Linked DNA regions of Mus musculus: region 2 is linked to region 1. Evidence: chromatin contacts called from public Micro-C data. All regions are on one chromosome and are shown on one strand. The core of a region is the stretch at or near the end of the contact, and the rest is flanking DNA. Distances in the headings are between cores, read along the strand shown.

Evidence for each region. Hi-C and Micro-C count contacts between places; a contact is called where the count stands out from the background.
Region 2: a Micro-C map of embryonic stem cells shows a contact between it and region 1, with 8 times the contacts expected there. The contact joins the promoter of Nxph1 here to the promoter of Dlx5 in region 1. A contact is called at or near these places in 3 of 39 promoter capture datasets (embryonic stem cells, hippocampal neurons and pre-B cells) and 2 of 484 Hi-C or Micro-C datasets (both in embryonic stem cells).

What each region holds. Positions count from the first base shown.
Region 1 is chr6:6,879,056-6,884,784 of GRCm38.p6, forward strand. It overlaps Dlx5 (distal-less homeobox 5), which reads right to left and starts at 3,013. Exons shown (of 3, transcript NM_010056.3): 1 at 2,477-3,013; 2 at 471-655. The coding sequence starts at 2,831.
Region 2 is chr6:8,945,981-8,951,664 of GRCm38.p6, forward strand. Nxph1 (neurexophilin 1) reads left to right here and starts at 4,039. Exons shown (of 2, transcript NM_008751.5): 1 at 4,039-4,327. The coding sequence starts at 4,274.

The DNA.
Region 1 (5,729 bases), core at 1,763-4,262:
CCTTCAGGCTGCTGAGGCTTGATCTGCCTCAGGGATAGGGTCGACCGGGACAGGACGATCCAGGCCTTTGCATGGCTGGAGACTCATCATCAGGCCAATAGTAAGGCAAGCTTCTCACTGTGAAGGGACCCAGACCTTTTTCAAGAGCGCGAGGCAGATTCCCCCTCCTCCCAGAAATACCCCTTCTCTTGTTTTCACTATGGAACCTTGGTCCCCAGCCTTTGGTGGTTAAAGCAGGGGTGGGTTTGGGTGGGAGGGGATGGCGGCAACTCGGGACAAACGACGAATCCCGCGCCCACCGCCACGTGGGCCTGGCTCATGGAGGGAAAGATGCATCGGTTGGTGTCTTTCTATCTGTGAATTTCTGCAAAGTGCTAGAGAATCGGCTCCAGCCAGTCGGGACCGAACCTTGCAGCCGAGCTGGGCTTGCAGGCGAGGCGGGGCCGGTACTTGGCGGCGGCCGGATTTACCTGTGTTTGCGTCAGTCCTAGAGAGGCGGCCAACTCCGCGCGTTCTGGCAGGGCGAGGTACTGAGTCTTCTGAAACCTTCTCTGTAAAGCGGCCAGCTGAAAGCTGGAATAAATAGTCCTGGGTTTACGAACTTTCTTTGGTTTACCATTCACCATCCTCACCTCTGGCTCCGCCACTTCTTTCTCTAAATAACCAAAACAGACTAGGTTAGAGCTTCCTGGCAGACAATGGCTCGTTTGCACAGGCCCTCAAATCAGCGAGATTTTGTTTGTTTTGAAATATGTAGTCATCTTTCTCTTTCCCAATATCACAATCTTGGCTTTTCAAACCCCAGAGAAATCTGTCCCATCCTCAGATCATACATGGAAGAGCTGGCGAGTCTCTGACTACTAGCCACTGTGTGCGTGGGGCACTTTGTACACATCAAGTTCTTCGCTTTAGGGATGGAACCCTTTGGAGATGCTTATTTTTCTCATTATTTTTTCCCTCCCTGTATTCACCTTGTGTGTTTCTGGGACGCGAATAGCCACTCCAATCCCTGGGCGTCACGCGAGGAGGCCCCTGGGCCATGACCCTCTGTCGGCGTCTGTTCGGGCGCCCGCAGAGGCTAGACGCTTGGGCAGGGAAGACGCTAGCCAAGGGCTCCAAAGTTCAAAGACCGACAAGCAAACTATGTTCCTTCACTACAGCGGCAAGCGGTCGGTCGGGGCTGCGGCAGACAGAGAGCCGATTATGTAGTCCCCATAATCTCACTGCAGATCTGAGAGGGCACAGATGTGTCTGGTTTCTTTCACAAATAGACTTAATATGTTCTTGACCAAAAAAAAAAAAAAAAAAAATCCTCTCCCTATGCAAGGATACAGAGACAGCAAGAGGAGCAGACTCAAACTTCCATCAACAATGTATTGCAAAGGAATCTGTAGTAAGGATATTTTCGTAGTAAAGGGGAGGAACCAAGGAAGAATTCTCACTGTCATAAATGTACCCCGCTGGGGTCCTGTGAATCCGTGTTTTGCTAATGTGCCCCTAGGCCACATGGCCCCTTTTCCCCCTTCAGTCCTGAAAGGAGTGGAAGAGTCGGTGTATGAAGCTGCTGCCAGAGGAAGGGTGGAGAAGGAGGGAGGGCTGCGGTCTCCGCTCTACTGGAGTAGGGGATGCTAATATTAGCAGCCTTATTAATGTGTCGGTGAGGGGAGATCAAAATCGACTAGTAAAATTTCTCCACTGAGACTTCACGCCTCTCATTTACCGCCCAAGCTCTCTACCCCACTGTAACGCTCTAAGGAAGTTTCACAGTGGACGGAAAGGGGAGTCTGTGGGGAAGAAGGAAGGCAGACAAATTCTAGGCACTTACGGAGAGAGCACTCGATGGAGTGTGTGTGTGTGTGTGGGGGGGGGTCCCTCTAACAGAGTGAACTCTCGGCAATCCTCCGCTATTTTAAATGACTTTTTGTATTTGGAAATACCTTGGATAAACCGCAAAGTTCCCTGTTCGCTTTTCTGTCAGGCTGCAGCCCTCCGGCCCCCAGGTCACCCGGTGTGCTGCCCGCACCCTCCATGAGAGGCCTCGGGGCGCTTCGCTGGCTAATCCAGACTAGATCTCACCAACTCAGCACGCTCACCCAGAATTCCAACTAACTTTCCTTTTATTACGCAAACACCACTAGGGCTGCTTGATTTCACCCACCCCCCGCCCCCCAAATCCCTTAGCCTCTTTGCAGCCAAGCTGGCTTTCTGGCTAGGCCAGCTAGGAATCCAGCTAAGGAGGGATCCTCGAGCAGCGCCAGAGGCAAAACACCCGATTAAACCTCTTCAAAAGTCCTCCACTGCCCCCCCCCCCATGCCGGTGTGAGGTGCTGTCCTGTTTGCAGTCCCAGGCCCCCACTCGCTTCTGCGAAGCACCCTTCTATGGGTGCGGACAGCGTGGCCCTCATCTACCACCCAACTTGGCGCCCGCGGGGTTACGGATGCCCTGGGTACCTGCCTCCCGCCCCCGCGCGCCTACCTGGCTGGCTGGTGGCACTCGGGACGCGGTTGTAGGCGCCGCCGTACTGGTGGTAGGGGCTGGCGTAGCCGTAGTCGGCATAAGCCTTGGCCGGGTAGCCGGCTGCGGAGCCGTTCACGCCGTGGTACTGGTACTGGTAGGGGTTGAGCGCTTTGCCATAAGAAGCAGAGGTAGGAGAGCAGTAGCCGTGCGGGGCGGCCCCCGCGGGACTGTAGTAGTCAGAATCGGTGGCCGAGGACTCGGGCAAAGTTGGCGATTCCTGAGACGGGTGGTGCATGGCGGCGGACGTCGGGAACGGAGCTTGGAAGTCGCCGGATCGGATGCTTGGGACTCTTCTGTCAAACACTCCTGTCATAGCTCCCGGGCGGTGGCTGTTCTTCTACTGCGGCGGCCGCTGCTGCCTGAATTGGCTGTGGAGCTGCTCTGGTCTAAGCAGACATGGCTGTGGGAGCGAGGGAGGAGGAGGAAGAGGAGGAGGCGGCGGCGGCGGCGGGGAGGAGGAGGAGGAGGAGGCTGGGAGTCGTGGAGGCTCTGTCTCCCGCAGGCTGACTGCTGGCTGAGGCGCAGCACAGCCTTGGTTAAATCCTTAATTGCGCGCTTACGCACAGCGGGGTGGATCGGGTTCCATTGGCCAGGGCTTCGGGAGCAGAGCAACACCCTAACTCGTCCAACTAGTTTTAGCACAACAAAGCATTGCTTAAAGAGAGAGAGAGAGAGAGAGAGAGAGAGAGAGAGAGAGAGAGAGAGAGAGAGAGAGAGAGAGAGGCGTACAAGGAGAGAGAGAGTGTGTGTGTGTGTGTGTGTGTGTGTGTGTGTGTGAGAGAGAGAGAGAGAGAGAGAGAGAGAGAGAGAGAGAGAGAGAGAGAGAGAGAATATGAGTTGTTCCCTGTTGGGGGAGGGAGGGTCTCAGTCGATCTCTTTTTAGTGAATAGCTTCGACAAACCAAGCAGTCCCAGGGCCTAGCTCCGTGCTGTTTGAAGACAACGTGTTCCAATCAGCAATCTCAAAAGTACAGTTTAGAGGATGCGGTTCTTGATGCTCTTTTCTTGCTCCACACCTACCAGTCCTCTCCCCCCTCCTCCGACGGAGACTGTAGGAGAGAGCACCGCTGTGGGACTGTGTGCAGAGGAGGAGCAGTGTTAGATGGCAGTGAGAACAAATGGAGAACAGCATTGTCTTAGTGGGATGATGGGAAGCAAGTTGCAACTAATTTATGTTGAAAATTTGTAAACTGGAAAACAGTTGGACACGCAGCAAGCGCTTTTGCAGAAGCCCCTGTTTCTCAGGACTCCACAGAGATGTCCAAGAATCTAGACGTCCCCAGTGGCAACTGAAGTCTTTACAGGGACTGCTGAAAATCAATGTCTTTCATTCCTGAATACCTTGCCACTGCCTGAACTCTCTTAGTTGGCTTTCCCAGAGAGCTGAGCAGCCTTTTGGTTTTTTGCTCAATATCCTCGACTACTTGGAAGCTTCTAGAATGGCTCTTGTCTCAGTTCAGGAGCCAGATTCCTGCAAACGTGAATTGATTTGGGTGTGTGACCTATAGTGTGCCTCCAGACCAAATGGAGTATGAAGACCGAAAAGTAGGCAAGGAACCAAGTCCGCTTGGGAGATGGGGTTTCGATCATGGACGACCCTCTCCTGGTTCCATTACCTACATCCACTCCAATCCCCCTCTCAATTCTTGAGTTTGGGTTCTGTAGCATCCCCCATTATTTCCTGCCTACTGAGCATCTTCGTTTATGTACAAAGGGAGCAGGGTTCAAGACTCATACACTGGCCACAGACCACCAGAAGAAGTTTATTTTGTCAACATGGGCTTTTCCTCTAGTTATGATTGAGTGAGGCCTTAGGAATGTGTTCTGATCCTCACTCAATGCTGTGTCTACTCCCCTCAAAAATGAGTTGTATCCTATTTTGGGCCTCCTTTTGGCCAGGAACCTGGGAGTGTCATTGAATGTTCAGGGTGGAATCTTCTGGTTCCTCTTCTGGTTCCCCTTTTGCCAGGGGAAGAAGTGAAAATCTGCCTGAGTTTTGTCTGAGGTTACTTTGTTCTTGTTTTGGCAACCAAGGACTCCAAGCCTCTGTCAGAGAGCTGGAAGCAGGAGGTCAGTCCCTCTCTGGAATCTGGAGCTGCAACTGGAAGCAGCAACACGTGCCTCAGGTGCACATGGGCCCCATAAACCCAGGCTACTGTTGCTTTTCCTTGGCTGTACAACTTCAGCTTTTGTCAACAACGAGAGGGAGCTAGCATGCAGCAGGGCCACCCCTTTCTTCATCTGGAGTCCCTACTTGCAGCCTTGGTGTCTCTAGATTTCCCTTCTGACACAGATGTGTGGGTTTAACAAATGTTTGCTGTTCCTTGACACTGATCCCTTGCCTTTGATTTTCATGTGGCTGTCCAGGCTCTAGATTTGCACTGAGTGTCTTCAAGGAGGCAAACGTACTGCTGACCTTACTGGATTATGATTGCGGTCTGCTCTAAAGATGCTCACCTAATCCATGGGGCCTTACAAATCAATGCCTTGAGCTGGTCAAAGTGTTCAGAGGTTATAAAAAAAAAAAGTGCAGAGAGATGGGTGATCCCATCACAGGCCCCAATTTTATTTACTATAAATTTAAATGTAATAACCAGGAGGAAAAAGGTCAGCATGGTCATTATCGCCAGAAGGAGTCTAATAGTTCTCTTAAACCTTGGTGAGAAGGCAGCTTCCCATGACCCTGATACTGGAAACTGCAGATATACTTCATGTTATATTGGTAAGATAATTCTACATCTTGCTAGCATTTACTCGCTGCTTCCTTTTCTCAGTGGAGATATGCATTTACACATATGGATGTACACACATACATTATTGCACATGTCTGTATATATTACACATATATACACATATACGCATGTAAAGATATATTACACACAAAAATGTATTTATGAACAATGAAATATATATATACATATATGAATAATGAAAAAGGATGGGTAAGGAGAAAAGAATGCGCCATCTCTACATATAACCTGAAGTGCTGAAAGACTGGCCTTTATGCAGATGTAAACCTGTTGTAGTAAGTCCAGTTCAGGGTGAAATCACCAACTTGGAGCCTCTTTGAAATTCACCAATCTCAACTTTCTTTATGGCTTTTCTGAGTTGAGTTTTGTCACTTTCCATCCTTTCCTTAAATACAGTCAAGTAAGGGCCACTATAGACAGCCTCGAGTCTGCTCACAATATGTAGTCCTGTTTCCTTTCACA
Region 2 (5,684 bases), core at 2,789-5,288, 2.1 Mb after region 1:
GTTATGATTTAATTATCAGAAATTACTTAATATCTTCATTTCCCTTTGAGAATGGCCCTTTGGACTCATTTGAAACATGTACTATTTAAATAGAAATAAGCTTTATACCACTAGTCTTCATACATTTGACCAGGTAGACTTGAAGCACAAAAGGTGATGGTTATGTTTTGATGTGGTTGTGTCATATGGAGGAAAAGGATGATTTTTTTTTAATAGAGCTCCTAGCATAGTTTGAACTCTGAAAAAACTACTGCTATTGTTCTTTGGGACAATTGCTATCACTGTGGATTGTGGAGTGCTGAAACAGAAGAACATTCAAGAATTATGTTCTTGCTTTTGTTTTTTAAAAGAAGCCACGGGAAGGCAGGCAGAGATGCGGTGTTTGTGCCCCTCCCATGACTATTGGGTCATTAAAATGGAAGAGATCTAACAGGAACAATCATGGCTCTTGTTTGTCACTCAGCGGCGCCTGGTATTTTTCTGATTAAGGAAATTATTTCTCTGGTGATACAAAAAGTGGTACATTCTTGTTTTCTATCCCAGGTCAAGTAGCTTGTAGGATCCTATACATGTAAAAATCCGGAATAGACAGTCTCAGGTTATTAACATAGAAAAGCTCTTTGGCATCTGACCTGCCCTGCCACAGAACAAAGTGTCTGACCATTTCTCAGGGCTGGGCTCCTGTGGTGCTTTTCTTAAATAATCAGTCCTATTCAGACAGAGATTCCAAGGTCACTGATCTTACAGCATGCATATATATATATATATATATATATATATATATGTATGTATTATATGTATATGTATATATATATGTAAAATAGCCGAATGACTGTATAAGTTGGAATGTTTTCGAAGAATGTGAGGAAAATAGCTTAGTATGGCTCAAAGCTGTCTTTCTTCATTTGTTTTTCCCGAAGGCCAGAAAACATGTTCACTCAGGAAAGCACTGTGCTTGGGCATCCAGGTGAGCATCCGCTCCTGTTCTATGCTCTAGACTGGGAGGATCTGGGAACTTGGGTGCAAGTGGCCATTATATTTAAAATATGAATCTTAGAGGGTGAAACTAGTTAAAACATTGTCCATGTTTTCACTGTTCGGCAGCAGATATAGATGTTTCCATACTTCATTTTTTCTTCTTTCAGCTTTATGGAACATAAAAATTCTAATAAATGGAAAGATCCAAGTCAGCATTGACATCATGCTCTGAATCCAAGTATATTAGTTTTAAAGAGTTTTCCAGAGTCCTCATTAGAAAGCATACTCCTACTCTGCCTCAATGAATTCCAAATGATTACAGTGGCAGGGTACAACTTATGAAATTAGGAGAGTTTTCTTTTTAAAGAGCCAGTTCTAGTGGGAAGATAATACATTCCTCAAAGCAGAGGAAACTCAGTCCTGAAGTGGGATCTAATTTGTGGCCTTTTGGAAAGATCTGATTCTCAGTGGGCATCCTCTGGCTACTGCTGCTCATGAGCCTGGGACTTTTGCTTGACTGTCATTGCTATGTTTGTTGGGTGTCCTGGGCCCACTAAGGGAATTCAGCCCGTGATTAACACGTCTAATATGCACACTGAGTCTGGGTCACATAGACTGGAACAGAATCCACAGAGCCTGGGGTGTCCAGGAGGGTGGGGTGGGGTGGTGGAGAAACTCTAATGCTCGTTTAAAATCCCAATTCTAATTTGGTGCTATGAACTCAGGCTCCTGAGGTATAGACTAACATCAAAACATGGTCCGCAGTGTGTATCTATCACTCAAGATCAGGCTCTGACTAATGGAGAGCGAAATAGCCAGCATTCGAGAAAGGCCTTTATTGATGCCCACCCCTGCGGCCTGAAAGTGGGCATGTTAGAAGAAAGACCTGGTCTCAGTCTTTATGGAGCTGATCCCATGCTTGAGTGTGGGAGAGGGTGAAGGCCACAGGGAAAGAACCAGAGCTGCGGTTTGAGGGGGAATGGTGGGCGCTTGGGGAAGCATGGACATATGGAGAGAATGGGTTTGGGAAAAAAATTTAAACATAAGTAAAAAGATGCAAGGGCACAGAAAAGACTTAGGGGAGAGAAGGAGAGAGGGAAGAGCAAGAGAGAAAGATGAGAGAGGGAGAGATAGAACACAGATAGAAAATTTTATCCCCCTTTCTTGTTTTGCCCAGCCCTTGGAGAAGAGTCCAGAGTCCAAGGTCGCACAGTCCTCTCTGCTGCCTCGCTCGCTGAATGGCTGGCAGTCCGCAGCATCCCCGCCTCTGGCCACCGCAGCCACAGGTTTACAGTTCCCGGCAGCAGCGCCCCTCCCGAAGCCAACTGGAGCACCCTACTCTCTCCAGCACCCACCGTTGCCCTGTGCACCTCCCTGCCTCACTTCTCGCCACTCCCCTGGCGGTCGCTTTCCTCCCAACGACCCCCTCCCCCCCCAGGGGGTGCTTTGGCCACCAGAGACGCAAGCAGGGCTCATTCCTCCCTGAGGGCCAGGAGGCCCGCAGAGAGCCTGAGAGTGGAATCTATTTACACGCGGTATTAATTAGTCTTTGAGGAGTCGTTCACCCACGTGTCAATGTAATTGTTGGTGTCCCGGCTGTAGGCTCGACCAGCCGCGACCGGGAAGAGAAAACCGCTCAGTCGCGGCGGGGAGTTGAAACCGCGCTCTGCGGAGCGTCCCCCCGTGGCCGGGCAGGACCTCGGACAGCGCCCGCGACACCAATCCTTAGTCGCCTTGGGGCTTTCCAGCCTTGCTGGTAAAGCTGGGGCTGCTTCCTGTGCTTGCAGCTTCCAAAATTTCGTCACCACACCCCTTCTGAAACTGGGACTCATCGCGCCTGTTGTGTGGCTTTCTTTTTCTTCCGAAAGGTTCGGGTCTTATCGCTCAAGTTCAAGTCCGGAGGACTTGCCCAGTCTCCTCCCCTTAAGTCATTCTCTATCCTCTGGCAACCGCGGAAATCCGGGAGTCCTAGGCTGCTGGTGTCAGTGCCAACACAGGCAGTCCGGGTCGGTCGGGTGCAGCAACCGGGCGCATTCGTCTCTCTCCCTCCCTTTCTTCCTTCCTCCGTCGTCTTCTCTACCTGCCCCTCCTTCTCTTGCCTCTTAAGTTTCCTGCACCGGGAATTCAACTGTGCCAAGCCTAGGCTCCCGCGGACCAATCCGGATCGCGACCCGGGCACTGGGACAACGACTCCGCCAAGGCTGGACGAGGCAGCTGGACCTGTCCTCGCCCGAGCATGGAGACGGAGCTCCGGGGAGGGCACGTCCCGGGCGCTGGAGACTCCAGGCCGTAGTAGCTCCTCCATGGAGCCTGTTCAGAGCGGTTCTTGCTCGCTGCATTTGCCTCCAGTCCTGTGCGGTATGTACCGGTCGCCTCCACCGTTCTTGGCAGGGACACGTTGGGGCAGGGTGGTGGTCATCACCAGGAAGGGACAGCGGGGTGAAACTCTTCTTGGGCATAAGGCATGTCTAATAGGTGACCCTCAGAGTCCCAGACAGGTTTCTACTGTAGAAGTTAGCAACTGGCTGTGCCCCTTCGTTCAAAAAAGTAGTGCTAGGGATGTGATTGTGGGTGTCTATCTGTATTTCAGGAGGTTCAAATGGGTAAACTGAGCCCCGCTTTCCTATATGCAAATTGCACCCCCCTCCCCACCCCCATTTCACGGGTACCTAATCCGGGTCAGTTCTACCTACCCTTGCCCTGCCCGCACCCCCCTCTCTCAGTCTCTTGCTCGCTTGCTTTTGCTATCTCTCTCTGCTGCTGTGTACGTGTGTGAACCCTGCCAGGGCTGGCGAAGAACCAGCCGCCGCCTTTAGTCCCAGCCTCCCGCCTTCAAACACTAGGGCAGGTCTGGCTGCCAGAGACAGTTGGCCTCCTAACCAGCCTGTGAGCTGCTCTCTCTGTGCCTAACCCCTTCTGGCCTCCGCCGTTCGGGCGCTGGCTTCCGAGACGCGCCGGGCTCTGGGAACCCCCTGCCACCGCTCAAGCCCGCCCGCTCGCTCGCCCGCCCGCCTGCGGACCGCACTCGCTTGTTCCTGGAGCTGGATTGGCTCGCTTTTCCAATCTTTGCGTCCCCCTTCCAAGCTTTTTGACTCCATCACTCCACACCAAGAGCCCCTTTCCCCTCGCTTGATCGTCAGCCTTGTCCGCGTGGTCATGGGATGTCTAATTTCATTTGTATCTAGGCTGCTGAGAGCGCTCCCTGCTCTGTAAAGTGGATGTCAGGTGGATCTATGTTTTTGAAGGAACAAAGACTCAGCCAAGGCACCGCCAAGGAAGTTTGAGAGGAGGGAGGATGCAGGCTGCGTGCTGGTACGTTCTTCTCCTCCTGCAGCCCACCGTCTACTTGGTAAGTGGCGATCGGTCCGGTCCGGCATCTTTGAGATACCTCCCTAGCCTGGAGGCCAAGCAACTGGGGTGAGAGGGGGGGGGGTGCGGGAGGGCGAGGCCGCCAGTTCAGTGAGAGCTGAGTGTTCCCAGAGAGTGGAAGAACTTTGGGAAGCTTTGGTTTGGATTCCTGCGAGAGTTTTTCAGGCTCTCATCCTCATTTTTTGCTCTATTTTCCGTCTCCCGGATCATGATTCTTAACAGGACCTTACAGGTCCAGAAACCAGGAGGTAGTAGGCGAGGATGCCTTGGGAGGAAGGGGAGAAGAAAGGTATTGGGAATCATGAAACTCTTAGCAGCACTTCTTCCCCCACCTAGTTTAAATGAAAGGGGGTGGAGGTGGGCTTGAAGAGCCGAACAGGAATCTACTCACTGCCCCACTGCCCCAGCGCCCCCAATTTGGGTTTGTGGCACATCAAGAAAGTGCAGGTAACTCCCTGAGACTTACAGGGGTGCAGCTGGTGTAAGTTTATCCGCCAGACACATAGCAAACGACCAGGCAGTTAGGTCAGAGATACACCTGCAAACATAACCCTCTCTCGCCTTCCAAGGTCCAGTTGCCATTAAATAACAGAAGCATAGTTTCAGTGAGGGGTTTCTTTTTAGGGAATGGCAAGCCTTGTCACTAGGGAGAGAATCTTGTCCTGTCCAGGTTCCTCCAGAATCAGTTTTCGGAGGTTTGGACTTGACACAATCTTAGAACCGACGCGGGGAGAATCGCTCTGTGTGGCTAGGGAGTTGTGGGCATCACCGCGAGCCTAGGAGAGTGTGATATTTTCTCCGCGTTTGATTTCTCAGAGGGCCAGGGACACTCGCGTTCTGCCGGCGAGGTTGAGCCTAGTGTTCTGAACTCCACAGCAGATTCCGGGCCACGGGAGTGCACCGAAAACTCAAGGTGTTCTGTGGAGGGGCGAGGAGCGCAGGCGCTGCGGTAGCAGCTGGAGTTTTCTAAACCGGCTGGATAAATGGGACTAAGAGTGGTGTTAGTGTCTTTCATTCCCAAGAGCTTCAGAATCCACCAGCCCGGATACTGTGCTATCCCTGCAAGTGGCCGTGTTTTTCGGTCTTAGCTCTGGCGCCTGCGATCGCGGGGCTGAGAGTTCTGTGAATCCGGTACATATGCGCGCGCGTGTGAGTACGTGTATTTACCCGGTTCCGGCTTCCGGCTGCATCTCAAGAACCCTCAGCGTTGCCAGTCTTTGCACCTTTATCGCCTGACTGTAGCAGAAGCAGACGCCAGAGGGCGCTGTGCATCAATGTCCTCGCCCACAGGACACCTTGGGGGTAAACAGGTGAAAGCCAGGGCAGCCAATCCAAAA